Linked DNA regions of Mus musculus: regions 1, 2, 3, 4, 5 and 6 are each linked to region 7. The links are chromatin contacts, called in public HiChIP or PLAC-seq and promoter capture Hi-C maps. All regions are on one chromosome and are shown on one strand. The core of a region is the stretch at or near the end of the contact, and the rest is flanking DNA. Distances in the headings are between cores, read along the strand shown.

The links. Promoter capture Hi-C pulls out the DNA fragments that hold promoters and counts their contacts. HiChIP or PLAC-seq counts read pairs in DNA pulled down with a chosen protein or histone mark.
Region 1: a promoter capture Hi-C map of pre-B cells shows a contact between it and region 7, with 2.6 times the contacts expected there. The contact joins the promoter of Olfml2b here to the promoter of Nuf2 in region 7. A contact is called at or near these places in 7 of 39 promoter capture datasets (the 3T3-L1 cell line, 3T3-L1-derived adipocytes, the C10 cell line and 3 more).
Region 2: a contact with region 7 is called in a promoter capture Hi-C map of trophoblast stem cells, with 5 times the contacts expected there. The contact joins the enhancer-like site here to the promoter of Nuf2 in region 7. A contact is called at or near these places in 5 of 39 promoter capture datasets (3T3-L1-derived adipocytes, embryonic stem cells, hippocampal neurons and 2 more) and 1 of 115 datasets of contacts at active chromatin or transcription factors (astrocytes).
Region 3: a contact with region 7 is called in a promoter capture Hi-C map of hippocampal neurons, with 4 times the contacts expected there. The contact joins the enhancer-like site here to the promoter of Nuf2 in region 7. A contact is called at or near these places in 9 of 39 promoter capture datasets (the 3T3-L1 cell line, 3T3-L1-derived adipocytes, embryonic stem cells and 5 more), 2 of 115 datasets of contacts at active chromatin or transcription factors (astrocytes and embryonic stem cells) and 1 of 9 other capture datasets (embryonic stem cells).
Region 4: a contact with region 7 is called in an H3K27ac HiChIP or PLAC-seq map of embryonic stem cells, with 5 times the contacts expected there. The contact joins the enhancer-like site here to the promoter of Nuf2 in region 7. A contact is called at or near these places in 2 of 39 promoter capture datasets (hippocampal neurons and liver), 3 of 115 datasets of contacts at active chromatin or transcription factors (astrocytes and embryonic stem cells) and 2 of 9 other capture datasets (embryonic stem cells and pancreatic islet).
Region 5: a contact with region 7 is called in a promoter capture Hi-C map of hippocampal neurons, with 14 times the contacts expected there. The contact joins the enhancer-like site here to the promoter of Nuf2 in region 7. A contact is called at or near these places in 10 of 39 promoter capture datasets (the 3T3-L1 cell line, the C10 cell line, the HPC-7 cell line and 6 more) and 2 of 115 datasets of contacts at active chromatin or transcription factors (astrocytes and embryonic stem cells).
Region 6: a promoter capture Hi-C map of embryonic stem cells shows a contact between it and region 7, with 4 times the contacts expected there. The contact joins the enhancer-like site here to the promoter of Nuf2 in region 7. A contact is called at or near these places in 7 of 39 promoter capture datasets (cranial neural crest, embryonic stem cells, hematopoietic stem and progenitor cells and 3 more), 1 of 484 Hi-C or Micro-C datasets (pre-pro-B cells), 1 of 115 datasets of contacts at active chromatin or transcription factors (astrocytes) and 1 of 9 other capture datasets (embryonic stem cells).

Annotation. Positions count from the first base shown.
Region 1 is chr1:170,642,384-170,646,496 of GRCm38.p6, reverse strand. It overlaps Olfml2b (olfactomedin-like 2B), which reads right to left and starts at 1,965. Exons shown (of 8, transcript NM_177068.4): 1 at 1,402-1,965. The coding sequence starts at 1,575.
Region 2 is chr1:168,280,830-168,284,746 of GRCm38.p6, reverse strand. All of the region lies in intron 2 of Pbx1 (pre B cell leukemia homeobox 1), which reads left to right. Among named protein-coding and RNA genes, the nearest start is that of Gm51671, 63 kb to the left of the region's middle. Within about 2 kb of position 1,271, at least 26 of the 459 cell types and tissues checked have an H3K27ac peak or open chromatin away from gene starts, as enhancers often do. A contact at or near this core is called in trophoblast stem cells, where this site is marked.
Region 3 is chr1:168,355,706-168,359,519 of GRCm38.p6, reverse strand. The region is part of intron 2 of Pbx1 (pre B cell leukemia homeobox 1); the gene reads left to right. It overlaps Gm51671 (a long non-coding RNA gene), which reads right to left. Exons shown (of 2, transcript XR_003948152.1): 1 at 1-3,814. Among named protein-coding and RNA genes, the nearest start is that of Gm51671, 11 kb to the right of the region's middle. Within about 2 kb of position 2,144, at least 82 of the 459 cell types and tissues checked have an H3K27ac peak or open chromatin away from gene starts, as enhancers often do. A contact at or near this core is called in astrocytes, embryonic stem cells, hippocampal neurons and 2 more, where this site is marked.
Region 4 is chr1:168,390,906-168,394,882 of GRCm38.p6, reverse strand. All of the region lies in intron 2 of Pbx1 (pre B cell leukemia homeobox 1), which reads left to right. Gm51671 (a long non-coding RNA gene) reads right to left here. Exons shown (of 2, transcript XR_003948152.1): 2 at 1-3,977. Among named protein-coding and RNA genes, the nearest start is that of Pbx1, 39 kb to the left of the region's middle. Within about 2 kb of position 2,557, at least 127 of the 459 cell types and tissues checked have an H3K27ac peak or open chromatin away from gene starts, as enhancers often do. A contact at or near this core is called in astrocytes and embryonic stem cells, where this site is marked.
Region 5 is chr1:168,211,426-168,215,582 of GRCm38.p6, reverse strand. All of the region lies in intron 2 of Pbx1 (pre B cell leukemia homeobox 1), which reads left to right. Among named protein-coding and RNA genes, the nearest start is that of Gm51671, 130 kb to the left of the region's middle. Within about 2 kb of position 1,267, at least 56 of the 459 cell types and tissues checked have an H3K27ac peak or open chromatin away from gene starts, as enhancers often do.
Region 6 is chr1:168,415,760-168,419,704 of GRCm38.p6, reverse strand. All of the region lies in intron 2 of Pbx1 (pre B cell leukemia homeobox 1), which reads left to right. Among named protein-coding and RNA genes, the nearest start is that of Pbx1, 14 kb to the left of the region's middle. Within about 2 kb of position 1,839, at least 111 of the 459 cell types and tissues checked have an H3K27ac peak or open chromatin away from gene starts, as enhancers often do. A contact at or near this core is called in astrocytes, embryonic stem cells and stem cell-derived epiblast-like cells, where this site is marked.
Region 7 is chr1:169,529,452-169,533,215 of GRCm38.p6, reverse strand. Nuf2 (NUF2, NDC80 kinetochore complex component) reads left to right here and starts at 1,752. Exons shown (of 15, transcript NM_001355159.1): 1 at 1,752-1,894. Gm34624 (a long non-coding RNA gene) reads right to left here and starts at 1,639. Exons shown (of 3, transcript XR_373698.2): 1 at 1,119-1,639.

The DNA of each region.
Region 1 (4,113 bases), core at 716-3,215, 1.1 Mb before region 7:
GCCAGTCTCCCCACGTTGATAGTAAATCGTTCCCGTCTCCTTTCTGAAACTGCCTAGATTCCTACGCAGTCCTCCTTAGAGAACCCTGGATGGGTGGGTTCCTTCCCTTCAGGGGGCTCCGGTTTCAGGCAAGCTTTTGTTTATGGTTTTCCAGAGTCCCAGTGGGAGGGATTTGAAGTCTTTTCGATTTAAGGGTCAGTATGAGGTTATGGGTGGGCATAGGGCATATGTTAGCATAATTATTAAAAGAAGAAACCAGCGTTTGATCAACCCCAAAGTAGGGCTGACAGCTCTCTCTACGGAGAGAGAAGACCCAGACTGAGGGCCTGGAGGAGGTACAGGCAACGCACTCAGCATCCTTCCTCGGACAGTATCCATCCCAAGGACCAAGGAGACGCCCACTGTACACCAGCATGCCAGCTTTGGAAAGCAGGAGTGCCACATAAGTGTGAGAAGCGTCCCTTACAGTCCTGAGAAGCAGGCTGGAGCATGCTGGAAGCCAGGCTCTCCCTCTTTCCCTTTTAGCTTCTGCTCTTCATCTCTGAGAGGGCTGGTAATCAGGGTGTTCTGAGGACTGAGTTAGTTCATAAACGGACACACTACAGCACGAATCACCATCCTGGGTCGCTTGGCCCCCTCTGGGAATCAGCCACAACTGTGTGGCTCGGCACTGACACTCCACTCCAGGTACACCAGGTCTTAACATAAATCCCTCTGTTTTGGAGTCCCCCTCATAAGCATCACACATGTAGCACATCACACACTCTGTCTTCACCAAGTGCTTCTGTCCGAGTGTCTCCTCTGAAGCCATAAACCACCTCCCATGGCTTATACCTATCCCATCTGCCTCCTTTCCAACTTGTCCTCCTGTTTACACATTCCAATTCTGACAGGCAGTCTCATAGGCAAGAGGGACTTTTCACAACCATTACATCACACACACACACACACACACACACACACACACACACACACACACACACACACACACACACCCCTTTCTTCTCAGTGGTATTTTCCTTTCCTCTCCTTTCTCCTGACTTGGTAAGCCTGAAACACTCCACAGTTGTGACCCATGCCCTTACTTTTTAACACAGTACTTTAACACAACCCAACAAAACTAAAGTCAGGGCTGTAGAATCTCCACTCTTAGTGCAGGTAAGAGGGACCAGAAGTTCAAGACTAGCCTCAGCTATAAAGTGAGCTGGAAGCCAGCCTGGTCTACGAGAAAGCCTGTCCAACACCAAACGAGCAATATAGTGTGATAAACTAAAAGTGAACATCCACTTCACTAAAAATACAGAGAAAAACAGCTGCTCATAAATCTTTCATCCAGGACCAGCCTCAGGTCCTTGAGGTCCCCCAAGGCAAGAGGGGTGGGCACGCGATTCCTCATCCTACCTGAGATAAAACGTTCTCCTGGTTGTCCGCCTCGTTTTGCAGAATGTCATCTTCCGTGGGCTCCACTGTTTGCACATCAGGGGGCTCGCTTGTCCCTGTGGGAGGTGTAGTGGACCCCCAGACCTGTGCCACCACCAGAGCAAAGCAGAGAACCAATGGCAGGGGATAGGCCATGAGAGATGCGACAGTAGGGACTTTAGTCCCTACAGAGACCACCTTGGGTCGGAGGTCTCAGCAAAGACAGGCTGGAAGGCGGCTTCACTGGAGTCCGGAAGAGTAGATGTTCAGAGAACCGTCTAACGTCTAAAGCTGGGTGTGGCTGAGTGGAGCAGGACTGTGCTCCCCAGAGACCCTGAACATCTCCTCCCAGACCCCAGCAGCTTAGACTGTGCAGAGAGGACACAAGAAAGAGGTGACTGAGGGAGCAGAGGAGGGCGCCGGCTCGACGAGGGCAAGCCGCAGCAGCGTGAGCTCAGGTGGAAGGCTAGCGCCGGGAAACTCGGGACACCCGGAGACTGGGCGCAAGATGGACAGTGGCCACAGCGCAGGAGGCAAGGGAGGGCTGCTGGCCCAGGGCGCCGCGGGGCTGGCGCGGAGGGAGGGCGGAGCCTCTATTGTGCCGGGCAGAAAGATGCAGCCAGTGACGGCCCGGAGGAGGAGGACCGGGAAGCGCACAGACTTGGGCGCTGCGCCCGGGGACCCCGCCTCCTCTAGGGTTCAGCCACTGCGCTTAAGCGGGCGCCGGCTGGCGTGGGAAGGGCGCTGCTGGCCTTGCATCTGATTGTAAATGGTCATCCGAGAGGGACTCCGTGTGCCTTTTCTCGAGTTTTCTTCACGCCCGAGCTCCGGGGGAGCCCTGACTTGCTCCCTGGACTGCAACCGGGACAGCGGAGAAACACGACCTCTTCTCTTGAAGTGTTTTATTGTTGTTGGTTTTTGTTTTGTTTTGTTTTGTTTTCCGGAACTTGACTCCATCTGGAGTACGGGAAGCTTTGAACTTACGAACAATTGTAATCTTCATGTCTGCTACAACCCTAGAACCTGATAATACCCCCACCCAGAGGATGCATCTTGAACCTCTGACAGAATGTGGAGGGAGTTGGATACATTTTTAAAATATGGAGAGTGGCTACAGGTCTCTGCTGTCTCTGCTGTTCTGTTTGTCCTAGTGACTTCCCAGAATCAAACGCCTACCACAGGGAATGTCTCTTGCAGTCTCCGTGGTTTGGGACAAATGGACAGGCCTCTCTATCTGGCCAGATAATCTCTAAAGGGTATATACATGTAATGGTGCGGTCCTCTTTTGGGCTCTTTAATTAGTGACCCTGAATATGCCTACTATGAAGATTAACAATGTGTCACTTTTGGAAAGAGCATTAAGTCTTCTGGGACAATTGCCACTCTGAAATACTCAGCAGAGTCAGGTCGATTCTGAGGGGCTCTAGCAGAGCTGAGCATGGCAGGCATGGCTCTGGCAGGCCTTGCCTTCTCCTAGCCCATCTTCCTTGTTAAAAACCGTTCCATTACATTCCTAAAGCCAGCCACCAAGATCTAGTCCCCCTTTTGGCCGACTCCTGCCCCCTGAGGCTATTAAGGGCCCCTCCCTTTGGCTGCCCTAATTAATCTGTACAATCAAAAATAAACCCCTCATCTAAACAGGGGACTTCCCCTTTACCTTTATAAACTGTCATTTGCCTATGTGCCACATCTGCCTCCTCTCTATCCAGAGGCAGTGTTCCTTTCCCCTTCTCCTTCATTCTCTATCACCTGACTTGTATTCCCTGCCCTTTGTTCCTTGGGGGCAAATAAATCTCCTTTGGGCTGAGAACTTGGTCTTGGGATGTCTTGTGCTGGATGCATATCAATCCCTTCAAATGCAAAGACCTAAAAGATATTCTACCCCCTAGAGAAATCTGAATACTTTGTTCCTAATGCTAAGCAAAGAGGTTGGGATAATGAAAGTAATAAATCAAGCAAAAGCAGACTCCAGCTTAGATATGATAGTTGATAGAAGTGTAATGTTACCATTTAGTATTACTAATATTATCATTTCTTGATAGGGATACAACTCAGAGACTCCAGGATCCTAGACAAGCTTTCTGACACCGAGCCACTCCCTTGAACCTAATAATAACAATAATTACTATTTTCTTAAAAAGAGAAAAGTTTGTGGAGAGAAATCCAAGTCTCTAGATGCAGGAATGCTACACATATACCTTTCTACGAACACTATCAAATCTTGTATGAAACTAAGTGGGGAGGTGGTGGTTAATACTATATATGTAGTAATACTATATATGTAGTAATACTATATATGTAGTAATACTATATATGTAGTAATACTATATATGTAGTAATACTATATATGTAGTAATACTATATATGTAGTAATACTATATATGTAGTAATACTATATATGTAGTAATACTATATATGTAGTAATACTATATATGTAGTAATACTATATATGTAGTTTACAAAAATGTTGAGGGGCTGGAGAGATGCCTCAGCAATTAAGAGCACTGACTGCTCTTCCAGAGGTCCTGAGCTCAATTCTCAGCAACCACATGGTGGCTCACGACCATCTGTATGAGATCCAATGCCCTCTGCTGTTGTGTCTGAAGACAGCAACAATGTACTCACATACAATAAATAAATAAATCTTTTTTAAAAAATGCTGAGGGCTGTCTAAGCCAAAAGTGATGGTTAGGC
Region 2 (3,917 bases), core at 22-2,521, 1.2 Mb after region 7:
TGTGTGTCTTTGTGCTCGCCACCCACTGTTCTATGTTAGGCAGAGGTGCTCTGCAGTAAATGCAACATCGTTCATTCTGGGATCGCAGACCCTTTCATAAACACTCAGTCACTTAAGACTCTTGTGAGTTAAATAAATAATAAGCTCCTTACCCTTTGAACAGAACATGAAGCCTAAATATTGAAAAATTAGGCAATTTAGCCCAAGGCAGACTGTGCAGAGAAAGCATGACCTGGTGAGACAGACCTAAGTGCCAGCAGCAAGGGTTTTGATCTGTAAACATTTCACTAATGGCAGATTGCGGAAGAATTGAAAGGGGTCTTTCAGCCAGTCTGTTAGCTTTTACTCAGCACCTGGTGCGTGCCCAGTACGAAGTTAGGAACCAGTGAATGGGTCCAAAAGGGCTAATAGATGCCCTGTTTCTTTCTTACAAGACCCACAAAGCATTCTTTCAATTTGCTGAGCACACTCTGGGTACCAGACGGATCAATGTGAGCTATATATAAAATATTAAATACCGAAACACAGACAGCGTGTGATCCTAGAGGCCGAGAACAATTGCTCTGGGGGTAGTGATGGTAGAGACTGATAGTAAGGGACAGAAATCGAGGCCAGGAGTTGTGATCAGAAGTGTAGTCAGCAGAAGGTCACAGGGTGTCACATTTGAGGAGAATCAAGTGAGCCCGCAGACAGAGGATGCCATTTCTGTAGTGCCCCCCCTCCCCCTTCTCTCTGTGTGAGTTTTTCTACTGGCAACAATAAAGGAAACCATATTGGGTGACAATATGCCACCGCCGGAAATATAGTGGAGGGTGACTAATACGTCAGTAGCCTCCAGGCTGAGGTGTTCTTTGGTCATGTACGGTGGCAGGGCAGCTCGCTCGCTCTCTCTCTCTCTCTCTCTCTCTCTCTCTCTCTCTCTCTCTCCTTTCCTCTCCCCTTCTCTCCCTCTTTCTTTCCTTAAAAACTTTTTCTTTTTTTTCCTCAATGAGTTTATTTTTTTACTCACTTTATATCCTGATCACAGCCCCTCCCTCCCTCCCTCCCTCCTCTCCCCTGACACTTACAAGTCCCTCCCCTCTGTTACTTGTTTGAGATTATAATATAATTACATCATTTCCTTTTTCCCTCCCTCCAGGCACTAGTGTTTCTTGGGAGTTTCTGTATGAGACAAAGCTTCCAGCACATTCCTTTGGAGGTTTCTATCTACTGTTCAGGGCCAGTCTTTGGAAAGAGCGAGGCCCTTATATGTCACCACATAAATAAAGGTTAACAATGCTTAGGTCCCTTATATGTCACGGCATTGATAAAGACTAGCAATGTTTAGGTGTCCCCACTACCCCTCCTCTCTCAGACTGAGCTCTGTCTAGAATTTTCAGGCAGGTGTTCCCATAAATAATGCAGCTAAAAATATTTCAAGCAGCAGCTGGGGCCTTCTTAGCTCTGGGATGGTGGGACTACAGCATCCCAGCTCCTTGGGCAGGTGTCATCCCTAGAAAGTAAGGACTAAAGTACTCCAGTTGCATTCTTATGTAGACTGAGATCTCCTTCCTGTTGGAGGGAAGAAACAAAACATTTATTTCATCTAGCATTGCCTAGACACAGGTGCTCTTGGCTTGAAGGCACAAGAGTTTAAAAGTCAGGTAAACTACTAGGCCTCTGCTAGGGCAGGCTGTGGCTTCAGAGTTCATGTTGTTGCTCTTCTGTCCAGGTCTTGTCCATTATAGACCAGAAGCCCAGCAGAACTTCAAAGAAATTAATTTGTATTGGTGATCCTGTTGACAACTGTTAGCACATTAGCAGTCTTTTATTAAGTAACTACTGTGTGTCAGATACCAGGAATGTTTGTTGTTTTATGTGGCCCTTAAAAGAGAATTGATATAGAGAATAGACATTCAATTTGATTGGAGTCAGAAACCAACATTTGAAGGAACATACATTGCCTGAGTGCATACATGCTTGTTGGAGCTAGAGACACAGATACCTTATTATAAATGATATTTGTGTTCCCACTAGAATTTACATATAATACATCATGCTTTATTTTTCTCCCTTGCTCTAATCTTGCCATATACATCAATATACGATATATAATAATTAATCTGTGTTATTGGCATCATAGTACATCCAAGGTGTAATTTGAGAACACTTACAATTTTTTTGTTTGTTTTGTTTTGTTTTAAGCAAGAAAACATATCATCTCAGCATATATAAAGGCATCCCAGGGTGAATGCCTTCAGCTTCTCACACATTCACATTTAGAAACTCTGAGGATGTAATTCTGGGGTGAGATGCTGAGGGTAACATTCTTATTGGGCATTCTTATATTCTTAGCTATGATCCATATAAGTAAAAGAATATTGGACACCCAGGAAACATTTAGGACGTGGGTGACAAATACAGTTAGTTTCCAATATAAATCTGTGTTCTTTGTATCTGTCACTGCCACATGATGAGGCTCTGAATGGCATTGACCTCAGAAATTGAGCAGCCAAATTCTGAGTTGCCTAGGCTTTGAGGGTGAGCCCAGTCTATCCCTTTGGCTTTGTGAGATCAAAGCTAATGCCAGAATTTACAGGGAATTGAAACCAATTTAGGCTCCTTGACCTTCATATCAGTGTGGTGGAGGTGAAGATAGAGATACTGTATCAGGATCTAGTTTAGAGAGTAGGGTCCGTTTCCTAATTTCCAGTTATAAAAGTGAATCTACTGTGGTTTGCAAGGGAGGCAGAGTTTGAGTCTTTTGCACCTGAGATTGTAGCCCAATTTTCCCAGTTCATCACCCTCCCCCAAGGTGCTTCACACTTGGTCTTACTGAAAGAGGAGGAGCTTGCCCCAAGGATTCAGCCATGTGACAACGTTTGGTTGGCAACAAAAGTGTTTCAGAACTGGACTCTCTTGCCCATGGGCAATGACCCCATCACATCTGATAAACTGAACAAGCTGGGGGTGGGGGAGGGGGCTGGTAGCAAGAGCTGTGGAGGCTCTTGCCCCTGAACACTGGGCTGGGAGAGTCACCAAATAGGCTGGTGTCCCAGGAGCAAGCACTGCCCGATGAGCTGTTTGTTTCCCCATGCCTTCTCTTTGCTGTTGAAATCTCAGGGAGGGAGGAAGGAGAGGGAGCGATTCTGCTGGTTGCTCTTCACTCTTCTGCAGTGAAGGTTAGGAAACTCCAGTTTTGTCTCTAGCACAAAAGGTAGAATCCAGAGCACGATTTCAAAAAACTATCGACGTTCCCAGACAGTTAGAGGACATGAAAGTAGCCATCAAAATGAGTTTGCCATTTTTACTTGGCTTGAATATATGAGAACTTTAAGCTTTAATCCCACATTGAAAACACTGTGTTTGAAGAACAGGGAGTTAGTTTGTGGAATATTGGAATCACTTGGGGACATTTTTAAATTTTGTTCATGCTTTGGGTCAGAATTTCAGGATGTGGAGAAACCTCTGCGCATGCATCTTTGCTCCTCCAGCAACACTATGCTATCTCCTACTAAACCACAACCCTCCTGCCATAGATAGCACTATTTATTTTTGTTTTCAACCAGAGCACATCCCAGCAAAGTACACCATTCTTGTCACTGGAATTGCAAGTGTGTGAGCTTCAGGAAGCTCACCTGGTCCGTGAACGTCTAAAGAGTGTATATGTTCCCAGGTATGCACACATGTGTCTGGTTTTCTGTGTTCACAGTAGGCTTTTCTGCTGCTGGCCCAGTGGCATGTGGTCAGAGGAGAGTGTCCATGGTAAGCCTGGGCAAACTGACTCTCCTATGTCACCCTGTCTGCACACAGAGTTAACGTCCTCGAGGTATAGCTCCGAGTCCCCACGCTGACCTTTTCGTGAAACATTATAATCAAGTTGAACATTTCTAGTTTTACCACAAATGTTTGCCCCGTGGGAAAATACTTTCCTACAT
Region 3 (3,814 bases), core at 895-3,394, 1.2 Mb after region 7:
GTGACTTGGAGGTGCCCTAAATGGTATGTTACTTAATTCCCCATTGCACTAAGGATGGGACTTCTTGGGACTGTTCGGGGAGACATTACCCATTTCTTTATAGTGTGGCCTTAGGCGGATGTTTTTCTTCTTCCTTGGAAACTCGTTCTCTATCATGTGAGCACTCCATTGGTCCCAGTCTTGTCTTCTGCAGTGTGCACAGAATAAATTGTTTCTTTTCTTATTTGGGGGCAGCTCCTAGGCTGCTCACCGAGTGTCTCTCCTCTTCGGTTCCTGATCTGGAGCTGGGACTTTCTGGGGTGATAGGGACTTTTTGGGGCTCACTCACTCTCACAGATGGAGCCTGTGCTAGTGGCTTTCTGCAGAATCCCTCCCAGTCCATGGCAGTTGAGCTGCCCAAGACAATAGGATGGCTATAGTAATGAGATCCACAGGGCAAAGCTATGGAAAGCCAAATCCACACTTCGATAGATAAGCATTTCCCAAGGCTCTATGGAAACAGTGCATCCTGAGTTTGAGTTGGAACTGTCAGGACCGGCCTTACAGGGCAGCCTTGAAAGTCTGTTGCCTCTCTCTGCTCTCTCAGAATTCTGGTCAAGTTCCATTTCTGGAATTGTCCACATCCACTGACTTAATGCATGGGAGGACCAGAAACTCCCAAGAGAAGAAATATCAGCTCTCTGTCTATACACTCACACCACCCCGTGATGCAAGGTTTTTTGTTTGCTTGTTGGTTTTTTTTGTTTTGTTGTGTTGTGTGTGTTGTGTGTGTGTGTGTGTGTAACACACCTATGGGAAGCTAGTTATCCCCATTCTATCACTGACATTGAGGGACAGTTCTGTGGAGAGAAGATCTCTCATTTATTTCCTAGCCTGCCAGGGCTTGAAAGACCCAAGCTTGGGGCTAGGGCATGCTGCTGGCAACATCTCTCGCTTGGCGCCCTGTCCAATGAAGCACAGGCATGGGTTTCTTCATGGATCTGTCTGCTGGTCCCACTGCCCGCTGACAGCATCCTAAGTGACCAGAGGCCTTGCTGTAGGTCTGTAGAGACAGCAGTCGTGGGCTGGCACAAACTCACAAGCTGTGTCGGCTCCTCTTCTTTCCTTCCCCTACACTGAGGCAAGAGATGCAGCTTAGAGAAGGGTGAAGTGTGTATGGGGGAGGGGGGTTATTGTGAAGGTGGGGGTGGAGAGAAACGGAGGAACAACTGTAAAAAATGTTAATTTATTAATCACTGAATATATAGCAGTTCATCTGCAATGCTGTTGCCATGCCAACACCCTGGGAGTTTACTTTCTTAATCCAAGAGAGGAGCTCTCAGTCCCCTGCTCCCCTGCTGTGCCATTTGAATTTGCTGCTGCCACCGCTGCCACCGTAGTATCTGTTTTAGAAAACGGGGGGTGGGGTTGGGGGGGAGGGGAGGGGGATTAAGGCTCAACCACCAAAGCAGTCAGATGCAAAGCAGCGAGAGGCCTTTCTCAGCGCGACTTAGTAAAAATGACACAAATTAATATACTCTACTTAAACCAGACCAAGATTAATGGTTCTCTTTCAGTGCAGCTTAGCCCAACTGTCACTCGACAGGCGTTTGTCGGACAAAATCAACACTAATCAACATTTATTCGTCTCTTGCCCTTGGGTCTGAGGAGCGCAAGCGGGCTGCGCCATTCTCCCGCTCATCTCGCCACGCTTTTCACCCTCCATCCAGCTCCGCCATATATCACCCTTCCTCCGGGTGCCTCTGCTCGTCCGGATCCACAGACTCAGCTATCAGGGTACATTAGAGGCATGATAGATTTTCTGTTTTAATTTACATCTATTATATTACAACATAACAGAATTTTGATTCAGTAGAGACCTGTGTCTCCTATAGCCAGACTCCTTGGGAGGCTTTTTGCATTAACTTATTAAGGCTTGTTATGGTACAGCTTCAAATAGAGAGTCAGTGTTTCTCTCTCTCTCTCTCTCTCTCTCTCTCTCTCTCTCTCTCTCTCTCTCTCTCTCTCTCTCTCTCTCTCTCTCTCTCTGCCTGCCATGCTTAGTAAAGATGTCTTGGTGCGCCTTATTCACAAACACAGCTCATTTTCTGTACACTTGGCTTCCTGTACAGATCACATGAGGCTGGCGGAGTTTCCTCCCTTACTTTCTGATTGGACTTTGATCAGCCAACAATGGCAGCCGCGAGGGAGCTCCCCCTTCCCAGCCTGGCCTAGGGAAATGGCCTCCACAAACCAGCAGCTACCCCCTCCACCCAGAGCTGGTCTCCAGCATCTTCTTTTCCTCTTCCTTTCCTCTTTGATCTCAATTACAGTTAGCTTTTATTTGTGTTGAAACACGTGTGTATGTCCACGTGTGTATGTGTGTATTGTGTGTGTGTTCGCGCGCGCGCACGCGCTCGAGCGCCTGTGTGGTGATGGTAGGGGGGAGGGGTGCAGAGAGGAGGGAGAGAGGGAAGTGGCTGGGTTAGCCACAGATGATCCTGTTGAAAGGATGACTGAGAGGTGTGCCTGGACAGGGCTGCTTGCTTTCTCTGTGGCCTCCCTAAATGAAGCTTCTTCCAGCTTGGAGTAAGGTGTCTGTGTGTGCCTAGCTAGCGCAAAGTGTGTATGCTGCTCCACCTCGGTAGTGTTTATCTTGCTTACAAAGTTGGATTTTTAAATTCATTTTAAACAATGCGTTCGTTAATGTAAGATGTGTGTAGCAATGAGTTTGGTGTTGATCCTCCCTGCTTTCATCCATTTCCCCACGATTGGGGATTGTGGCTTTGAGCACACATTTTATTTTTTGACATAGTATTCTTTGAAGTGTTTGGTAGAATTGCTTTCTGGCTTTTGACTGTCAGTGGAGACTCATTACACTTCAGCTATCTGGTCACCTGGGGCCACTCCGCACACCTGTGGGGGACAAAAACCCTCCTCTCGGCTTGTACCTTTTAACCTTATAACCTATTTCCTGCGGACACTGTGACTTTGTCAGCCACTCAGGGTGACCGAGCCTTCCTCTGAGTTCTGAATTTCTTCCACTAAGCTGTTGCTTCTAAAGAGCAGTGAGATTATCTTGTGGCCAAAAGACAGAGAAGCCTGGGGGCTGAGTTGGGGGATGTGTGGTCTGTGCGTGTTTGCATGTGGTTGCTGAAGTGTAGGGTGTGTTAGGAGGATGGCTAAGGCCTTCCATTTTGGTTTCTTATTACATAGCAATAAAGTAAATGACGCTTAGTATAACTCTGCACTTAGAGAGCTGTAGCTCAATTTAAGAAACAAAACCCCACCACCAGGAGTTGCTTCGTATCTTGAGCTTGGGAAACTGACCTTGTTAATTTTAATGAGGGGAAAAATTCTCCAGCTGGGGCTGAGGAGAAAAAAACGAAATACCAATGAGGTTATCACGTTGGGTGATCTCACTGAATTCAGCGTGTAATCAGAATGGTGCTTAGAGAATTTTCTAGAGTTTACAAGAAACTGCAGATGCCCTCCCTAGTATTGAAGGCTGTTTTTTCCCAGGAGGCCGAGCCGAGCCGTATATGGTTTCTTCCTTGTGGAGCTATTTGAGAAACTAACATTAAAAAGTTGGGTGCAAATAAAACTGAGATTAAAAATGCATCAGTGTGTTGCTTTTGTGGCTCTGGCAGGAAGGCAGTGAGGTTGATAGCAGCTACAGTCAGTTAGAAGCAAAGGCCTCCCTAGTTCAAGTGCTTGCAGATGCCGGGTGGGACCCAGGCATCTGGCTCTTTATCCCCCAAGCCAGGTGAGTTGAGGGAGTCCTGTTATGCAGTAGGCAGCTCTTCAGTCCAAGCAGCAAGTTGATGGCTTTGAC
Region 4 (3,977 bases), core at 1,308-3,807, 1.1 Mb after region 7:
CAAGCTTCTGTGTTCTTTTGATACCAGTCGACAAAAGTTGAAGGCAGTTATGTACGCAGCTACAACTCCAGGAAGAATTCTTTTCCAAAGCAAATTTTAGCTCCCAGATGCCAGATAAAGGGCACTGCCAAGCCTGCCGTCATCTGAGCAGTGTGGGCAGCCTTTCCCAAGGTGAACGGCTACCGGTGTTCTTGCTTCCTAGAGCTCCAGAGCTGCTTGACCTAGGTATAATCGGGAGGACTTTTGCATCCAATACACATGTCAGGATTTCCCTAAGTGAGGAAGAGAGACTCTAAAGGTAGGGCTAGGGAGATAGCTCACTTGATAAAATACTTGCCTGGCAAGCATGAGTTTAGTCTCCAAGACCTAGGTAAGCAGCTGATCTCAGTAGCCTTAGCCAGGCAGTCCTGGGAGGGTAGACACTGAAGAATCATAGAGCTTTGGGTAACTAGTTTTGCTGCCTTTGTGAGCTTCAGGATCAATGGGAGATCCTGTCTCAGAGTGACTGGAGAGACATCAACCGTCTAGATTCCAGGGCACACACACATGTGCATATACACACAAATACCCACTGTTTTACTATTAAGAACCTAACTGGTCTGCTAAACAACAACAGCAACAACAACTCAGCCAGTAATCCTTCTCTTCTTTGGCTATGCAGAGCAAACAGGGCTGAAAGGCCTTTCCTTTGCTGAGGTACCACAGGCCTTCTTGTCCCAGCATCACTCAACCATGGTTAAGGGCTTGCTATATGTAGGACCCTTTGCTTGTTGTATTTCTTGACTCTCAATTTCGCCTCTAAGGTAGGGTGGCAATCTCCTACACGTTCCCCTCCAGTCTCAGGATGAAGGACAGCCCAGATATGGACCAAACCACACAACTAACATGTACGCAGTTGATCCGGCAGAACTTTCACATTCTTTAAAATTGGATCTTTCTGCTTATGGGACAGACTTGGAGGTGAATATCTGTGGAGGTGAATAACTGCTTTTTAACTGGGTCAGATTTGGAGTTCAGCAGCTGGCCCTGGGCTAGTAAAAGCCCTGTGGTTGCTATGAAAGATAATGAAAGGGTGAAGGTAACAGGGCTCTACTGAGGCCCTGAACAACCACTAGAGATTTCACGAAGTCCCAGTTTACTCTCAGCTAAGCCAGTACTAAAAGGCACAGTGACTTTGCCAAGCCTTTGTCTTATCTACTGGAAAAGGACATCAGTTGCAGCTGGGAGCCATCTCTCAAGAGCAGAGTACACACAGGCTCTCTTGGAGACGAGTTGGGAAAGAGGGAGTCCGTGCGTGATCTTACTGCTGTAGAAGGACAGTTTTGAGTCCTTTGGAATCAGATTATGGTGTTGCCTGGCTCCAGGTAGTAGTCAAACCCATTCCCAGCCAGGGCTACTTGCTTCACTCTAAGCTATTTTTACCTATTTCCTAGTTGCTCTAGAAAAGACATGGGTTTACACACTGTATACTCAGAAGATTAGCATTCCTTGAAGCCCATTCTAGAGGGACTGGAAACAGCTTCTTCCTCCTGAGGGGCTGAAACCACGTCCTTCCTTGTCTGGCTGAGAGCTGCCTGACTCCATTCAGCTGCCCCACGGATGGTGATGTAGCCCTCAGCCTTTAGAATACTAATCCACAGACCCATTTAGGAAAGCTGTTAGTTGAAAGGTAATCCGGCCAGCTTCCCTTGCCGCACCCTCCTGTTGCTGTCAGAGGAGAGGGACTCCAGTCTGTTTTCCCAAACTCCCGAGTCTTTGCGGAGATAGATCCTTTGGTCCCTCACTTTTTGGCCTTGGCAGAGAAAGCCACCTGACCTGATCTAGGTCCTGCTTCATTACACGCTGTGATGTGCACCATGCAGGACGGATGAGGAGGAAACTTGAGAGAATGATAGAAATGATTACTGAGGTTGGCCTTGGTGGGTACCACCCTGCCTCTCCCTTCACCGGATTTCAGGATCTGAGTTTACCTCTGGATCCCACTTTTTTTCCCCAATTTTCTTCTTTTCTTTAAAAAAAAAAAAAGGTCTCAACACTCAAGGAAAGCATCCTCTTCAATTTTGTTTTTGTCCTTTTTTTTGTTTAAATTACTTTTAAAAGTTTGGTCACATGGCCAGAAACCCCTGCCTACAGCTATGTATATATACACGTTCCTTCGCATAGACACATTCCTTGCCCCACTCACGAACAACTCTCACTGAGAGCTTCTGTCCACCTGTCCTGTGTCCCACATCTCCAGGCGTCCCCAACAGCCATCACTCCCCACTGGCTCTGTCTGTTGCAAGTCCCCAACAGACACCATAAAAAAAATGCAACTAAATTGTTGCCTTGCACAGGAGGGCTTTCGCCTTTGAGAGAGCTCCCTGGGCATGTAATTTCTCTTAGATTTCTTCTGTCCTCAGAGGTCCCCGAAGGTACTTGTAGAATGTCTGCTGTTAAACGGCCGTAAATTAGGGACCGGGTATATGAAGCGTTAATGAAGGCTGGGATTGGAACCATTCCACATCCCTCAGGCTGGCAGGTTTTCAGTCCAAGAAGTTGCTTGCTAGAGGCCCGAGTTCCTGCGTGTCAGGTTTCAGCTCTCCTTTCTTCTTTCTTTTTCTTGCCCCTCCCCCTCTGGTTTGTTCCACAGCCATTCGGGTTCTTTTTTTTTTTTTCCCCTCTTACCTTCTTTATTGCTCACCTCATTCTGTCTTCTAAACCTCCTCCTCCCCCATCCTTTTGGGTTTTTCGAAAAGCAGCTAGGAGGAACACAGTGTTTAATGAGGCCAGGAAAGCAGCCTTTCTTTCTTTTCCTGCATGAGACAGAGCCAAAAGAGTTTATTCTATTTTTCTTTTCTTTTAAACTTTCTTCTTTGTGTATGTTTGTCTCATTTCTTTCTCTTTAAGCCAGTGCTGGAATTAATGCACGTAAAAGACAGTCATTCTGAATAAATGCTTCAGCTAACCGCAGCAGAGACCTTGCAGCTCTGGTCCGTGGATTGGAAATTAATAGGAGAGAACAGTGTAGCTGCGTCCTGGCGTCTGTCCAGATGTAAGACCGTCAGAGGGCTGATACATTTATACCATTAAATGAAAATAGAAACTCGAAGCGAGATATGAAGGAAACGTAGGCACGTATTTCTCAGAGAGCGTGTGAGTCACTCTGGAATGGTTTTAAAGCTGCAGTATATGGGGCACACACAGCACTACATACTTTAAAGGATAAACTTCCAAGTTAAAATATGAGCCTTACTGAAAATTCTTTTATAACCAAGAAAAGGCTTGTGATGATGAATCGTATGAAGAACATCCACATGTGGCTTCCTTGGGTTCAGTGTATTTTCTAGAAGCCTCAACTCTGTACGTGTTGAGTTTTAATCTGGATATGCCATGTGCCTTGTCATTTAGGAAACATGCAGCTGTACCTGTACAGGTGATGCTATGAAGACACTATGTACTAGTAACTGTGCAGGGCACTTTGGGCACCCTTTGCTCCCATGGTACTCCCATTTTACAGTGAGAGAGTCTGGATCGCACATGCTGCCTGATGTGGAGGGCCACACTATGCGTGCTCTTTGCCTATGGGCTAACCTGTTTTATCTGCACTGCGCCATGCAGATAAATCCATTTCCATCGAAATCCTGCAGTGCTCTCATTCCTCCACATTTTCCGTATGACATCTGATGTACCTTTCACTCTGATAATAATTCATTCACGCGTTTAGTAGTAGTATGTATTGAGTGCCTGTTGTATACTAGGCTGTCCAGCTATTCAAGAAAGGACTCCATGACAGCAGCTTGCCACTGGAGCTAACAATTCAGTCCTCCAAGAATCAGGAATGGAAGTGGCATCCTACTCTGTCCTGTAAGGCAATGCTTAAGCAATCCACTTATGACTGGAATAAATAACTTATCAAAAAGGACTTGGCAAACAAAATGAGCTGCCAGAGAAGACTGCATTAAGTTTTAATAGGAAGAAGTCTTAGCAGTAAGTAG
Region 5 (4,157 bases), core at 18-2,517, 1.3 Mb after region 7:
TGCTGGATTGTGAAACTGGGGGAATCAAATGGTTAATCATTTCCATTTACTTGATAGACGACTCTTTAAAATAACTCACCCAGACAGCTTTTCCATCAAAGACGGAAGAGGCTTGAGCACTTCGGGGGAAGAGCGCCTATAAGTACAACCCCAAGCTTCAGGCTACTAAGGAATGGAAGATGTGGGTCCCGACACTGTTTAGAAGAATCAGTTCATAGCACAGTCATTTTCCAGCTGGAGAAGTGTCCACCGGTTTGTGGATGGTTATGCCTGTAAGGAAATGACAGAACCTGAAAGGTCGGGGTGGAGGAGTAAGGGGTTGGGAAGGGGGGAGGTGTTCTACAAAGCTTAAAGCAGTTTGGTGTACTCTTAGGCCTCGGGGGAACCCTTCACAGATACCAGTCCTGTGCTTGGGTGACTCTCCCTCACACAGAGAGCCATTGCCTTAATGTCAGCATAGCATTGCTTGTTTAGAATGGCCACATATGAAAGGCAGATCTGAGTTTTGGGAAATGGGCACTGGAAGAGACGGGAGAGCAAACGTGTTCTCTCTGTACAACTTACAACCGGAGGGTGGGGCACGTGTCAGGAACCAGCTGTGGCAGGACACAGATGCCTAAGACGCCATAGTTCTACATCCTACTTGGCTGCTGTGCACAAGAGCGCTGAAAAGACCCGAAGAGGTGCATAATACATGATCCGGGAGATCATGGGAGATCACCATGTCACCACTGGCTTCCAGGAGCTCTCGATCTTGGTGGCAGGAGCCTGCCTTGTTTTAGCCAAGTTTCTGTACCTTTATAATCTGTAAGTGTGCTAGCAGAGCGTGTGCTTTCTGTCATCAGGTGACACAATTCAATGTGCACAAAGGGTCCCAGCGGATGAATGGTTTCACTTTCTAGAAGTACAAGGGCAGGTTACTTCTTTCTCCACTGGCTTCAGAGCTCTGCCTGGCTTGGGCTTGGCACCTTCTTCTGCCTTGGTACCTTGAAACCATGAAGAGACTTCCTCAAGCCTTCCCTAAGTCTTATGTCCCTTCTCCAACCATCTCTTTATCTTGCTCAGCTGAGCGAGTCTCAAGCTTCACTCCATAGCCTGAAACAATGCCTTCTGCTAATATGCCCTCCTCCCTGTCTGCCCACATTTGGGAATCTCAAATCGGAGTAGATCCCAATTCCCCAGCTCCATGGAGATGTTGGTAGCTATGGGACCCTTCTTTAAACAAGTCCTCGGTGGGGAGAGAGTGCCCTCTAGTGGGCATCAGCCAGGAGCGACTCTGGAGCTGTGTTGCTCAGCCAAGGACAAAACAATCCTTTGCACAGACCTCCCACTGGCTCTCTTGAATGTGCCTTTGGGTTTGGTTTGTTTTTCTCCTTGTGTGAAGAAAATAAATAAAGAATGAACAGCAGGAGGCCAGTTGTGAGGGCTGCTCCAATCAGGCTGTGACAGTCTCCTTATCGCTGGAGTTTTAGCACCGGATTAACCCTAGGGCAAGTGATAGCAGCTGATGTGACTTCAGGTGTTTTCTGAAGGCTGTGACAACCTCTGTATAAATCACTTACCTGTCGTGACTGGTCTCTGTCGTGATTGGAATGGGAGGCAGTGATTTGTGAGTAGGAAACCCCTTTAAGAATTATTAGCTAACAAGGATAAATATCTTGGTGTTATGTACAGCCAGTGGGGCTGTTGGGACCCTGTATGACCAGCATGCACAGGCAAGGGGACTCTTAAAGCTCAGTTTCAGGGAAAGCTGTTGGGCAGGAGAGGGAAAGGAAGGAGGGAGGGGGTGCTGGGCACCCATCAGGGAGGCGGGAACCTGATCATATGTGATGGCTGCAGGATTAGGTAACAGCTCGGCTGGTTGAAATTGGATCTTGGAGGACGAGTGTTAACATCTCTGGTGTCCCAGTGAAAGGTTCATTTGAGTCTTGCATGGTGCTAGAGAGATAAAAAGGAGCTTTTAAATAAGCATTTTGTATCCAGCTCACCAGAGTACTGACTTCAAGCCATAAATAGGAAGTGTCACTTCTGTTAGCCGTATCGCTTATTTCTTTAAAGCTGGCGGCATTTTTTTTTTAACTGACTAGCTGAACAATTTCCGGGTCAGTGAATCCAAATACCTCAGTTTGTTTGTTTTGTTGTTGTTGTTGTTGTACTAGTATCTTGAAATCTTGTCCTGGGAAGAAATACAGACCTGCAAGATTCTCTGCCTTTTTCAAACACACACGTGCACCCCAAGACCATCAGAGCAATCACCTCCTATGTACTATAGCACAACAAAGTGCTCCCCTATTTGTGCCTACTTCTTGCACATTGTCCAGTGTAGTTTACTTTCATGAGTAGAGTATAATTGAAATGGTGCAATGTGTGTGTGGACGGAGGACGGTTCTTCTGGGTTTCTTCTTCTTCTTCTTCTTCTTCTTCTTCTTCTTCTTCTTCTTCTTCTTCTTCTTCTTCTTCTTCTTCTTCTTCTTCTTTTCATTCTCTTATTTTCAAATCTCTGGTAGAACCTTTCTTTACATGTCTGTAAAGCAATTGTGATGAGTCTTGGCAAACCCAATCTCCTCTGAATGAGTATTCAATTAGAGCATTTACCATGTAAAAATTAAGCTCCTTTATTGTTGCCCACCCCACTTCTACCTGGGTAAATCTTTACCCACCCAGGAATCAGTGCATCCCAATGCACTGTCCGTGGAAACTTGCAGTCTGGGTAGGCAAGGACTGTTATACAATAGGCCACTACTGTCCTCTGCATTGCTCCTGCAGCACCCTGAGGGAGTTCCCTGCCTTATTGAAAATATCAAAAAAAAAAAAATCAAGGATAAGCACACTCTTCATTAGGTTGAGGAGAGTTGATAAAGAGGAACTTGGTTGTTTAAAAGCACCGAGGCACAGGCCTGACTGAAACCCAGAGAGGTAGAAAGAAAGAAATATCAGCCATATGGGAACCAGCAGTATGAACCTGTTCATGGTCACTTGCCTGAGTACCAGTCAGTCTATCTTTCTTCTTCCTCACAATTGCTTTTGCTGCATCTGGGAGTTTAGGAGGCCATCTTTGGCACCTGCTCTGTCGGAGGAGAGGAATACCTGACATTGCTTTGGGCAGGCATTGCCTGGGCGGGCAGCCGCCTACTGATGGGTAACATGTTCTTTTTGAATGTGCTGTCGTGGATGAGAAAGGATGATGGATATCTATCATCATGCCTTAGTGGCGGGCCATGTGCAAGGACCATAGGCTGCAGAGTCACCAGGAGACATCTTTGGTCGCATTACTGTCTTATTAAGCATCATGGGATTTTTTTTTTAATCCCAGGGAGTTTGATTTGGTTTCTTCTAAAGAAAGTACATTGGCTCTCTGAGTCAGAAGACTGGATTTAGAGACTGGTATAGTGAGACATATATTTATAATCCTAGCATACAGTAGAGGCCAAGTAGGGGTTTTATGAGCTTGAGGCCAGCATGGATGTGTATAGTAAGACCTTGTTGAATGAACAAATGAATGAATGAGGATTCAAATATCACCTCAGAATGGTATTAGATTGATCATCTTAAATAATCAATCTAAAACAACGTATTTCTAATAGCTCAGAGGTAATTTCTTTTTTAAAATTTGTGAAGGGCTCATAAATATCTTTTTGATAAAGTGATTAAAATTCACCAAGCAAAGAGTCACACCTATAAACCCTACAAGTGATACCTTCATACCTACCTACCTTGGATGTGATGACAGCCAGATTTAGAGACCCAATGTGTGGAAGGTTAGATGCTCAGTGTCTTCAGAGCCTGGCATGTAGGTCATGCAGGAAGTAGTGTTCCCATCTAGTCCCTATCGTAAGGAGCCTTTGTTGGTGTTGAGTTTGTCAGAGGATTTTGTAGATCTCAGTAAAAATGTGCATCATACAGAAGAGCATGGCTCTGTTGTTCATAGTCACTCCAAGGGCTGTTTCTATAGAAAGTTCTGAGCCTACCAAAATAAGATTTCATTGAGGGGGATCCTCCAAGTACATCAGCACAATTACTTCACCTTATAGTTATCCCCACTGTATCAACTCAATTTGTACGTGGAAAAACTTTGGTGTGAAAGGGAAAATCTAATAGCTACCGAGGTGTCATGGTGTGTGTGTAGATAGCTTTCTTTTCTTGTCTACGTCTTCCCT
Region 6 (3,945 bases), core at 590-3,089, 1.1 Mb after region 7:
TGCTGTATATATAATTTTAAATTTCTCCATCTAGATTTGCTAGTCACCACATTAAAAGAACAATCAATAAAAAAAAAAAACCAAGCAAAAGGAAACAAGGAAATTAAACATCAGGATTGCATCTCATTTAACCCAAATGTACCTGAATAGTTCAACTAGTAATTGTCCTAAATGTTAGGGCAGTATTTGGTGTTCTGTGTTGTACAGCTTAGATATTGAGCATTGTGTTCCGTATGGGATGTGTCTTAATTCACCAGGTTGTGTTTCTCAAGCTTGCTGGCTACGTGTTACTACCATATTGGTTGGACAGCCAAGCCACTAAATGGCTATCCAGAAGGAATACTTCCTTCTCTGTTTTGGCAAATTAAGACACGTGTGGCTATTGCCTTTTCAAAGTGGATCTGGTGGGTCTATAGCTGGCTGCCCACATATGGACAGGCTTGTTAGAGCATTCTTGTACCCTGAACCCTCTAGAGGGCGGCAGGATGAGCAAGAACGAAGCCAGCCCCCACACCACCTCCTCTGTCTTTCTAAATCACTTCTCTCCATAACTGCTCATCTGTGGTTCTCTACCCCTAACAAAATCTCAGAGGTTCCCTAAAATAACCGAGTGGGCCGAACAGCCATCTCGCTATCTTTAGCTGCAAGAGAGTGGGAACCAGTCGGCGGACTCCATAGTTGATATAATCGCTAGACTAAGCTGCTAGACTGCATTTGAAGCCTGGTGCTCTCACTGTCTCTGTGTTAGCATGTCATTTCGAGAATACCAGTTTCTCCTTTGGCTCTCAGCCTTCCTGGTCTGCGTGGATATAGAGACTCACTAGTCCGACCCTACATTCTGCAGGCTATGAGGTCCTACATAACCCACTGTCAAGCATAGACACACACACTTGGAGGCAGGCGGAGCTGTTTATGAGAGAATTCTCTCTCGTTAAGATGGCAGTTCTAATTTAGCCTGGGAATCCCTGTATCTTTTCTAGGCGGTCACATAAAGTTGGTTATGGTGGTGCTACGGCTACTTCTATCAATCAAGCTGAATTGGATAAGACAAACTGAGAAGGGGGGAAAGGGGTGGAATTTGAAGAAAAAAATGTTTATGACGGAAGCCTTCGGCTGGGGGCCAGTGTGCTGTCATCTACCTGCTGGCTTGGCAACGGCAGCAAATAATGTTGCATGTGTACTATGTATTTGTAACTGTGGGATCCTAGATTGGAAATCTCATGGAATGTATGAGGAAACATGTTCTACCTTTCTGTTGCTCATGAAGTCAAGCCCAGAAAGTTTGGAAGTCTTGAGTTTGCTTCCACCATAGACCTGTCGTGTGACTTGGTGATCTTCTGTCATTCCTCATAACTGTCAGTGAAACGTTTTGGAAATGTTATTAAAGTGAGTTTTTTTGGTTTTTGTTTTGTTTTTTGTTTTGTTTTTTTTTTGTTTTTGATTATTATTATTATTATTACTTTTTTTTAAAAAGAAAGATGCTTGGTTTTACCTGCAAATGTGTTAACAGCCAGGGGAAAAAGGAAAGTTGACATTTTTGTCTTGCTTTCAGACCAGTTGAATCTGCCAGCAGCAGCTCAAAGGAATACATTTACCTGGTGGTCTGGGCTAAACTAAACCTGGAAAAGAGTAGCAGGTTGTTTTTTTTTTTTCCACTGAAGGTTTTGGGTGATTTGAGATCTCAAGTGTTGCCGCTCTCAGGAGATTTCTAATAATTACCACTGTTAATAGGGCTGAAACTTGGCATTTATATTTCGTCCCTAACAAAGAAAGCCTCCTTGAGAGAACCCGGCTGAGCCCAGCTGGCATCCTTCTGGAAGGCGGGAGCAGCTAGCTCTGAGAGCCCAGAGCTAATTCTTTGCCACACAGGGCAAGCAGAGGCTGGAGCCTCCTCCTAGCAGCCCACATGAACACACAGTTAAAACAAAGAGCAGGCACCTGGGCTCAGCTCGCCTTTGTGTGGCCCTCTTGCTAGGGAGTCTGTAATCATCTCTAAGGCCTTAGGAGGATAAATCCCAAGTAGGTATCGGTCAGTGGTGATGCTGGCTAGATAGGAGTAAGAAGTCATGGTGTGGTTTGGGGAGCTGAATCCTTTGCAGGGGATGAGGGGAAGAATAAAGAAGGAGAGAGAGAGAGAGAGAGAGAGAGAGAGAGAGAGAGAGAGAGAGAGAGAGAGCACCCAACAATAAATAAGAATATTCAAGACATAAGAAAGTGTTTTTTGCCTTAATCAGGGGAAGAAATGAGAAATTGAGGGTGTTGGAGGAAGTTGGGGTGGTAAAGGAGTTTGATGAAGAGCCTGGTGCTCAGGGGACAGATCCTCCCAAGGCACAATCTCACATGAGGATCTGAGCCTAACAGAGGCACCAGGGTGTAGTGGCTGAGTCATCACAGATCCACAACAGACTAGCCCTGGTACAGCCCTGCAGCAGCTGGGAATGCACAGGGAGGCTGTTAGGCAGACACTCAGGGTCACTCTCGGGGTCTTGTCTCAAGTCCCCAGTGCAGATCTGCAAGGCTTGAGCTGAACTTTGCTACCCCGGTGCTTGGCCCTGGAGGCCGAGGATCGGCTGGGAGCACTGCAGGCCAGGCTCCTCTCATTCCTCCAGGCTGACCCCAAGGGTGACAGGAGAACGGTCTTCCTGGAAAGCATCCTCTTGCTCTGGAGTCTTGCTTCCTTTACGGAACACTTTTAGTGTGGGGCTGGATTCCCCGATGATGCCAGCAGGGCCCCCAGGCTTCCTACTCTGGGCTGTGCCTGTGCTGTTTGGGCTTCCAGCAGTGGGGGCTGCTTTCTCAAATGCACGCTTCAACCCTGGAGGAGGTTTTGCATAAAGAAGTGAGATTCGGTAGGGGGTGGGGTAGGGGCAGCTCTTTCCTTAGTTGCCTCTGTTTCATCTCTGATCAACAAATAGCCCAGTTGTTGCTTCATCTATCGAATTGGATTAAATCGCAAAACTTGGAGTTACTCTGAAATCCCTCCCATCCTGCCTTCTTTATCTCTCAGCTATTATGGGGAGTGCAGCACTTACCCTGGGGAAATTTTTAACCCTAAGAACCTTGATGTACTTTAAACAGCTTTGACATTTGTTAAGCTTGGTGTGATTTCTTGAACACTCAGAGAAGGCTCCAGGACTTCTATGCTACCTAGTTTCTTGTATGTCCCCTTGCCTTGTTTCAGAGACTTGTGTGAAGAGAGGCCTTTAGCCACCTGATTTTTGCCAGTTTTTAGAAACCCGGACAACTTCTTTGGGGTACTGTGAACACAGTTGTGTCCCCTCCCCCACCAAGCTGGCTGGAGCCAGGGCAGGAAGGGGCTGTCATCAGGCTTCTGCTGAAAGTCCCTGGACTTTATTTTTCTTCTTCGAAAGTTACACTTGGAAAGATGCACTTGACGTGAAGTTGTTATTCTTCAATGGATCTGTGTGCTTTTCTGTGATTGCCCATCTACAGCATGGTGGGGCGGCACCCCCTTACCCCGGAAACGTAGCATTGCATTCTTGTGGGCAGGCAGAAGCCAGCCACGTTGGTGTGCCTCACAACTAGGAAACATATCTATGACTTAGTTCTCTCCATAAATTTTCAAGAGCCTAGTGTCTGACCAGTCCACAGAAGAACTAGGCTCATTATAAGCTCCATAGGATCTTTCCCTTCCTTGTGCTCCTGGGGTAGAGGATGGAAGGGTTCTTTCTGGTGCAGGTCAGGCGTTCCCTGTGTAATGTGGATTGGCACAGGTGCAGCTAAGATAGAAGGAGAGCAACACTAACAGCTGTCTAGTGACAGTGAAAGAGACAGGGAGGCAGTTGCTTATCCTTACTTACCTCCTCTCCTGGGTGTCTCTGTCCAGGCTGGGATGTTTTGGTAGCATCGTTGATGGTTTTTATCAATACAAAGGAAATCTCCTCGCTGGCTCTGTTTTGGCCTAAGTATGCATAGGCTAGTTGA
Region 7 (3,764 bases), core at 503-3,002:
TAACAAATTCAAATAAATTGAAGTTATATATCTTTTCTATCAAAAAATAGAATATATTAAGTTTTATTCTTTTTTTGTTTCCAGAGTCTCCTTATATATAACTCTGGCTGGTTTGGAACTCACCATGAAGATCAGGCTAATACTATCTAGACCAGGCTTGGCCTCAAACTCGTAGAGATCTGCCTGCCTCTCCCTGTGGAGTACTGACATTAGAGGCAAGCACAACCATGGTTTGAAGAGTACATTACTTTTAAAATTTTTCTGAGAAATCCTTGTCAGCTCCCTTGAAATACTGTTAACACCACGGGCTCTCATAAAGTCAACACTGGAAATTTACTAGAACATAAAATTTGAATTAATAAAAACACTGAGCAAGTATTTTCATGATATTAAATATGTTTGACTGATGATTCAGAATGGTGTTTATATAAACTACATTAAAATAATATAACTTCATGTACACGTTGAGGAAAGTATTTTAAGGGGTTAAAGCACAATGCCAGGTCTGTGGTTCCTTGTATTTATTTAGAGTTCACCACAAACAGCGAATGTTAGGTATTTTACAGTTTCAGACTAGTACTGCATAAAGTATTTCAAATGTATAGCTCAATTTCCAAAATCTTTCCTAAAGATGAACGTGACTGAAGAGGCAAACAGATTAACAAGAATGATTAGAGAGAAATAAAATGCAGACAACTACTTGAATTCAATGCTATTTTTCTTCTTAAGCCAGGACTGTAAACATGTACTTTAAAGCCCATAAATTTAGAAAAAAAAAATTTTTAATCCAGAACATTGTGTCCGATGTTTATCTCTGTAGTTTTGATTACTGGAAAGAAATGGAATGAAATTCTCAGTAATGTTAAAATCAATGCAGCAGCGCCGCCCAGTGAATAAACCGGATATAAAGCTACGTTGCCAGAATTCTCCATGTTAAATTGTACTGTATTTTCAGTGTAGCCATGTTCCATCTACTTATATGAAACTATGTTCTATAATATTGGCTCAAGAATATAACAATTAAAATCTTACCTATTTATTAAAAAAATCAAGTAGTAAAGGTACTCAAAGGATATTAAAACACCCGTGAATAGAGAGTTCTGTATATTCTTTGTTACCTGTAATGTCAGTAAGCCACAGAAATGGCTCACCGATGAGATGAACTAGTGGTTTTGCTCATGTTTGGCAAGTGTAGAATCATATTCCAGTACGTTTATGCTTCTAGATTTATTATCCTATATTGAGTCCTCAAAGTGAGTAAATTAAAGATTTAAATTGGACGTCCTTAACAATGTCTATCCATCCATTCGCTGCCCCGCCCTCAAGCTTTCATGGACCTAAGGAGAAATGATGTGTACAAATATCCAGTGAGGTCAAAATTTGACCCCATCAATGCTTATCAAACAGTAAGACTGTTACTACTACTCCTGGATTCTCTATAATGCCTTTGATTAATTTGGGAACAACACATCCTCTATTGCCTGTTACTCTCTGAGCCTAAGAGAAGGGGCTAGAAACCGTCTGTCTGCCTGCTCGCTATCAGGTACGCTGAAGGCAAAGTTCCAGTCTGGGACAACCCGGTAAACACATCCCGGAACTCCTCCCCCTAACTGCTGCGCTTCCTGGTCTGGCGGAATCGCGGTTCCGGCTAGAAACTATAACCCTGAAGAATGATTCCGCTGATCTGGAGCCTGGCTCGCTGCGCAACTCGTCAAGTCCCACCCACCGTGGGTCTTCTGAGCCTTCTCGGCATCCGTCGCGAAGGAAGCGCGCTGTGCGGAAAGGGGCCGGCCTCACAAAAAAAGGCGGCCGGTTTGAAAAATGACAACGGTCAGCGGCTTTCGGTTGGACGCTCGGTTTTTAACTGTTTTTCCGTGAGCTGCTAGGCCTCCAGGTGAGTTTGAGCGGGTGAGCGTTGGAGGGCCGGGTGCAAGGCCAAGGATCGGGGCATCTGGGTTTACTAACTTGTGTGTTGATTTGACAGGCTCATCTATCCCAGGTTGGTCTCGAACCCCTATATTCCTGAGACTAGCCTTTTTTTATTTATTTATTTAACTTTATTTGTAATTCAATTTTTTTACACTTCATATTCCATTCCCCGCCCCTCCCCATCCACCCTCCGACTGATCCACATCCCAAACTCCTCCCCTCCCCACCCTGTCTCCACATGGATGCCCCCACCCCACCTGATCTCTAAACTCCCTGGGGCCTCCACTCTCTTGAGGGTTAGGTGTATCATCTCTGAATGAACACAGACCCGGCAGTCCTCTATGTGTGTTGGGGGCCTCATATCTGCTGGTGTATGCTGTCTGTTTGGTGGTCCAGTGTTTGAGAGATCTCAGGGATCCAGATTAATTGAGATTGCTAGTCCCCTTACAGGATCGTCCTCCTCAGCTTCTTTCAGCCATCCCTAATTCAACAACAGGGATCAGCTGCTTCTGTCCATTGGTTGGGTGCAAATATCTGCATCTGACTCTTTCAGCTGCTTGTTGGGTCTTTCGGAGGGCAGTCATGTTAGATCCCTTTTTGTGAGCGCTTCATAGCCTCAGTAGTAGTGTCAGGCCTTGGGACTGCCCCTTGAGCTGGATCCCACTTTGGGCCTGTCACTGGACCTTCTTTTTCACAGGCTCCTCTCCATTTCCATCCCTGGAATTCTTTCAGAGAGAAACAATTATGGGTCAGAGGTGTGACAGTGGGATGGCAACCCCATCCCTCACTTGATGTCCTGTCTTTCTGCTGGAGGTGGGCTCTATAAGTTCCCTCTCCCTACTGCCGGGCATTTCATCAAAGGTCCCTTCCTATGAGTCCTGGGAGTCTCTCACCTCCCATCTCTCAAGTGCTGACTTTACGGGCATGAGCCACAAGAATGGCGTCAGTGTGACTTGTTTGAATGCTTGCCAATTTTTTATGTATCTCCATTGCGCCACCATCTCTGGATTAAACCAAGAACCATTTATCAAAAGGCGAAAATATCATAATCCAAAAGTCAGGGAGCTGAATGTACCTGGATCTACGTGGGTGTAACACAAAGCCTTCCCCGTATTTTCCAGGAATGCTTTATCTAGTTCCTCAGAATTGGGAGTTGCTTGCTTAAGTTTGCATTGCAAAGCCAGTTGTATATAATGTAAGTTATGTTGTGCTTAGCACTGAAGTGTTACATATAACGGAGAAATGGGAGCTCCTAGAGGTAATTGTCCTATTTGAACTAAAATGTCAGAGAGCTGTTTTACTGTATATAAAGTATATAGTATCTTTATAGTTAGATGGCCTCTTTCTCTGTATACGCAACACACACACACACACACACACACACAGGAGTTGGAACTGAAATTGCACTATTAAAATGAACACAATTTGCTTCTGAGAAGAGAGCATTATTACTTCTAAGTGCAGTTGTGAGCCTCTGGGTAGCTTTACGTTGGGAAATTGATCCTCAGAAATTCTCAGGCAGGTGTAACACAACATTGGACACTTAGGAGAAGACTTGGAAGGCATTAACTTGGACCAGAAAGAGCATGAGATTATTAAAGGCTTTGGCAACTTCAGTGGGAAAGGCTGGGATTTGTGTGGTAGGTAAGCCCTTTGTACGTTTGTAAGGGTTTGATGGTTTATAAGAATTACCCTGACAGTAGTGTATATCACATCAGCAGAGAGGGGTGTGTGATTATGATTTTATACCCACGTTTTCTGTTATTAATCTATCTCTAATCTAGGTGTGGCTTGTTTTTTTTCTCAAGTAACCCCTTATGTTCTTATAAACAATT